Regions from separate parts of the Zea mays genome. Here region 2 is linked to region 1. Evidence: chromatin contacts called from public Hi-C data. All regions are on one chromosome and are shown on one strand. The core of a region is the stretch at or near the end of the contact, and the rest is flanking DNA. Distances in the headings are between cores, read along the strand shown.

The links. Hi-C and Micro-C count contacts between places; a contact is called where the count stands out from the background.
Region 2: a contact with region 1 is called in a Hi-C map of leaf, with 3 times the contacts expected there. The contact joins the promoter of LOC100278854 here to the promoter of LOC103636139 in region 1. A contact is called at or near these places in 9 of 25 Hi-C or Micro-C datasets (ear, endosperm, leaf and 3 more) and 1 of 3 datasets of contacts at active chromatin or transcription factors (leaf).

Annotation. Positions count from the first base shown.
Region 1 is chr8:152,575,258-152,578,072 of Zm-B73-REFERENCE-NAM-5.0, forward strand. LOC103636139 reads right to left here and starts at 1,392. Exons shown (of 10, transcript NM_001346853.1): 1 at 1,011-1,392. The coding sequence starts at 1,200.
Region 2 is chr8:152,788,088-152,790,902 of Zm-B73-REFERENCE-NAM-5.0, forward strand. It overlaps LOC100278854, which reads left to right and starts at 1,429. Exons shown (of 8, transcript NM_001151993.1): 1 at 1,429-1,692; 2 at 2,543-2,815. The coding sequence starts at 2,565.

The DNA.
Region 1 (2,815 bases), core at 142-2,641:
AAGACATGTGCAAGTTCATCCAAATTCTGTCTGAGATGAAAGAAATCAGACTGTAAAGTTCAAACGTAAGATAGAGGACTAATATCATTTGTAAGTTTGTATCTGAATACAAGCTAAGTTTGGACATGTCATTCTGGTTTTATCTTCTTATTTTAGCCTTTGTTGGGACCAGAAAGGCTTTGTTGCTGATGTTTGCCAAAACTTAAGACCCAAACAACCAGAGATCTTAGAGAGCCTCTGTTGCATTCACTCAATGGCTTCACCTTTCCCTGCCTTCTCACCAGTTGAGTTATTTTCTTTTGCATCTCCCAAATGTTGACATGTTTTATCATCCTTCAGCCAATCCAATCATTATATAATGCCTAAACACGTGAGAAAAAATGAACATGTCCTATTTCCTTATGCAAACATCTAACAGACCCATAGTTACTGCAGCTCTAAACAGTTTAAACCATAAAACACAGTGAACACAAAAGAGATCATAGCGTGATGGCAATAACGAGAAGAAACTTATCCAGTTCATTCGAGTTCATGAATAAAGACAGCCATATGTTCCTCCTTACAGTCCCAGAAGCTTAACCCACCAAAATGGTAAAGGGCCAAGTTTTATTTTCTACTGTGAGTCGCGAATGAACTGAGAAGCGCAGCTAATAAGCGCTGAAAAAAGTACTGAATTTAACACTGCAGGCAATTCCAAAAAGTTCCAAACCAAAGGCCTAAACCGGATCTTCGCAAAATCAATCGAATCCAGAACGTTGATTCTAGCCAGTCCTGCCAGGCTACCACTAGCGTGCAGCACAGTCGCCCCCAAATACTAGCAGAGCAGTAGTTAATCGCCGCAAATCCCCAAATAGAAGGACAAAAGGAAGCATGGTTCCTGATAACCCGACGCCATAGACAACTCCCCAACGCGCACTCATCCAATCCAGTCAGACACGCAAACACCCTGCACTAACGACCGAGCCTGCACATGAAACTGTGAGGAAAAGGAGAGTGACACGAGATGGAACCTTGGCAGAGGAGCCGACTGACCGCCTCGTCGGGGTCCATGCCGCACTCCCGCAGCGCCGCGTAGATCTCCGCGTCGGGACGGTTCACGATCTCCTTGAGCCCCTGCACGAGCTTCCTCGCGGACGCCGGCACGGGCCCCGACTGCCCCCTGGCTCCCCCTCCGCCGCTGCCGCTGCCGCTGCCGCTCATCCTCGCCAGAACCCCTCTCCGGGAACTCCACGCCGACGCCGACGCCAAAACTGGCTCCCGCAAGGCGGCAAATCGCTGACCGGGTGAGTGGTAGTGCAGCGGCGTCGCCTCCCCGCTTCGGCTCGGGCCTGGGCTGCTTCCGCGTCTGCTTTTGCGGCTCTGCGCCTGGCCGCCTGCTTCTTCCCCTACCCACGCAACGCAAACGGCGGCCAAATTCCAAAACCCTCCCTGCCTCGCCCTCGCCTACATTTATATACGTCTGTGAGCTGCGGCAGAGAAGAAATGGGTTAAAAAATAATTTCTCAGTTTTGTCCGCGCAATCCCCACTCCCTTCCTCTCTATCCCACCCTGTGTCCCTGTGTACACTTGTCGATTGCTCGTTGATTCCTTGAGATCACACGTCGACGCCTCAAGCTGACATTATGGGCTCACTTTACTCGGGCCCATACGTGGTCACCGTGCTTCAGTGGGTACGTCTGCGTCACGTAGGTGTAACATGCTGAGGATTCCCTCCACGAAGTGGTGCGCGGACAAGGACGTGAAAGTTCCACCCGACTCCCCCGAGGCTTTTTTTGTTCATGCCCTTGCAACAAATGCGTCCCAGGCGCTCGAAATCGAATGCCCCGAAGCGCTACCTAGACCAGGCGAGTCCGACTGTGAGCAAATCAAACAGCCTAAGTATGTGGGACAACTATATGCTGACAACTATATGCTGACCCTACGCGTCATGTCTTGGGTTATCTATTTATCTTTAGGGTTAGATAGAAACTTAAATCCTCTCTAAGATCATTAAGGTCTTATTCAGTTACATCTAAATCGGATGGTATTGAATGTGATTGAGAGGGATTAAATCTTCTTCTATTCATTTTTTACTAGAAAAAAAATTAGTTACCGTTCGGTTCATATATTTATAACGTGATCGGTAATTGATAACATTAAATCATATTTGTTTATATCTAACCGTAATCGGATATCACACTAGAAAGTGATATCGGCCTTGGTACTTAGCGTGAATTATATATTTCATAAATCAAACGGTACCTTAATCTCTTTCAATGTACCTCTAACCAAATAAGCCATAAGAGTTGGTTTGATGATTAGGAAATTAAGAGGGATTAATGAGGGAATTAGTTTATTTTCCCTCTCAATCTACTCTAATTCATCTTAATTCTTTTGTCACCAAATCAGTCCTAATATGATAATGTGAAGGCCTTGGGACACCTTGTCCAGGAAGGATGGGCGTTGTCGCATTGGCATAGGCGCGTACGAGTTGTGTATATTGGTCCTTTCGATTTTGGGTTTTGGGTGTCAGTGGGATTCTTTTCCGTCGTTTCGTTCGGGCACACACTTTTAAGGTGGGCACTGGGCAGCGAGCGTAGATCGGCAAGAGCAGGAGCCAGGAGTAGTAAGTTTCACCTGGTGTTTCCGAATTTGGTTAGATTCTTCAATCCTTTATGCTCATTTGCTAACATTTTTTCTCACGAGAAATAGTTGCTTATGTGGATTTATGTTTATGCTTTATGTTGGCATCTAAAATGGGTTGATAGCAGTTGTTCTAATAAAACTGGTATGACTGGTTGGTTTTCTAACTTTGTTAGGGCTCCTTTAGATTTGG
Region 2 (2,815 bases), core at 179-2,678, 210 kb after region 1:
GAACGGGGAGCCTACCACGTCACGGAGGTCGTGGGCACCGCCCGCTGGATCGGCGTCGGCGGCAGCGGCACAATGGCGCAAGCAGGAAGGGATAGGATGGTCTGCCCTGACACCGCTCTTGGCCCACGCCGTACCCTTCCAACGCGTAGCCTAGACGTCGACAAGAGAGGTGACTACCCAAATTTGGAGGACTTCCAATGCCACCGTCGGGAACAAAATTTGCTGCATACCGGCTCCAGTGCTCCACCTTCTCTCTCGTGTATACCTTCCTCGGGTGGAAGACAGGTATCATTGACCTGGGGCTGGTCGGGTCGCTCCAACAATTAGAGATACTTATTTGGAATTATAATATATTTATATTATATAATCTAACTTATTTTAAATTAACACTTAGTTCTGGATAGATTATAATCCTAAACAGATGGATCCTAGTTGATGTCTATATGAGATCCAAATAATTTCAATCTATATACATAATGTAGAGAATAAATCTAGAAATAATTTCATTTTTTTCTAAGCTAAAATATATTTAGTGTATAATATAAATTTAAACGGTTTTAATAATTTTTCTAATCTAAATAATAAACAAAATGACTTATCTAAATACCTACTAAAAGTTTGCAACTTCAGTTTTAGATTTTTTAAGCTCCTAATAATCTGTTTCATTAACTTCATTAAATTTTGTTAAGCTGAAATAGTCCCAAACAAGGCCTTAGAATGTTAAACAATATTTTGATTCTTAAATTTCTTTTTTTAAGAAATAAATAAATGAGAGCTTTTTGAAGATTTATTTCTATAACCTTTTTTTTTGGCAAAGTCTATTTATACTTCCCTAACCTAAAGAAGGAAAGCAACTAATTTTAATAATTAAAAGAGCCAACACATTCGAAGTGGTAAATCAGACCATAATAATAGTTTGGAAAAGTTAAAATGAAATTTTCCAATAAATTACCATTATTCACTCACTCGTGTGAAAAAACTAGTATAGTACAATACCTTTGCTTGCAAACAAGTCATAAATTGTAGGCGGTAAAAATATTTACCACCAGCGCGGTTGATTCTTATCAAACTTGCTCTTAGGGCATGTACAGTGGTGTTTAATGTGGAGGCTCTTAAGGTGTTTAAGGGGGTTATTTACAAAAAAATCTTAGAGCCGTCTCTCCGTGAAGAGACGTCTCTGGCTCGTAAACCAAGTAGCAACAGACGCTTCACTTCCCACTGTACGAATTTGTCGTCTGTTCTATCGATCTGATACTATACAAATACATTTAATTCTATATTTATTAATAGACTACGTTTATAGACACTCCACTGTATAATAGAGTCTCTTAGTTGTCTCCTGTGATTGGAGAACCGTTTTGGTGTCTCTCCACTGTACATGCCCTTACTTTCGCTTGATCCGCTTTGTCCCCCCCTAATCCGTGAGTTGGGCCTTCGGGTTCGGCTTCCATGGCGCGGGCGCGAGGCCGGCTACGCCGTTGCTGCTTTGTTCGTGAGTCGTGAATCTGGATCAAGGCGATTCGAAAAAAAAAAGAATCTGGATCAAGGCATCAAGCTCAGGTTCTCCCGTTCTTGCTGTCCAGACCAGAGATATTGCTCACTGACTTCGGCCTCGGCGTTTGAAGCCGCCACCGGTGGGGTGACGCCGATGGCTTGGAGGATACCTACGGCGGCGGCGGCGGCGTGCAGCAGGTTAGCGAGCGTGAGCCGAATGCCTGGAGCCGTTCGTCGCGAAACGAGCTGAAGCTAGTCGTCTCGACTCCCACGTCCTAGCAAGCGGTTGTCGGCCGTCGGTCGTCGGATCAAGAATGAGTCCACGCGTCAGTAATCTGCTAGTATGCACGGGAGGGAGTTTGGGTTGGGGACCGGATCCACCAATTTTTCTTCCGGCGATGGGAAAACGAAAGAGACCTGCATCTGATTCCATTCTGGAAGCACCCCACTCCAATCCACTCTACATGTCCCACGCTCAGACCCGGGTCCCTCACCGCCGTCTCTCGCGCTCCGGTAACCGCCTCCACCTCCGCACCTGACCCCTCCGCCTCCGCCTCCTTGAAAATTCCTTTTGCTGCTCCAACCTGCGAAGCTAGTTCACTGTACTCTTGCTTGCTTATAACGTAGCGTGCGGTGGACGGGGTTTGCCAGCGACTTCAAGAAAGGTTTGCCCCAGCGCCGTTTCCTGAATCCCCGCGTTTAGCTGCAGGCTATATAGCCATGATTTGCTTGAATTCTCGTTACAAATCATGGCACCTCTTCTAATTCGTATTCCGCTCATCTAGGCTGCTACGTTTTGCCATCATAAGGGTCGTTAGGAGATGGTAGAATTGAGGCTTCCTATGTTCAGTATACAATAATACGGCCCTGTTGTTTCCATGAACGCTTGCTACCTCGTCCAGAAGTCCCTGGAACAGTAGTTTGGACCTTTGAATCCAGTTCCTCAATAGATTGCCCCATGTTTGAAGAGATGAGTCATATTCAGTAATCAGTATTCAGTACCCACTAAATTTTCCAACGAGTTTAAATATCTTTTATCCATTCACAGGTAGATATAATTTGATGGGAAGATGAATGGTGCAGAGGAGGAGGAGCCGCCTCACGTCAGCAGCATGCCCAAGACACAAGACGGTGTTACCAAGCCCAGTCTAGGGAAAGAGCCCATCCCAGGGAGCGAGCTCTGGACGGATGGGCTCATCTGTGCTTTTGAGCTGGTCAAGAGTCACAGGAAGCCTGTTCAGCACAAATCATGGCTGGCAACTGAGCAGATACAGGAGAAGGGCCCCACTATGTGCACGAGGAAGCACTCAAGAAGGAATGG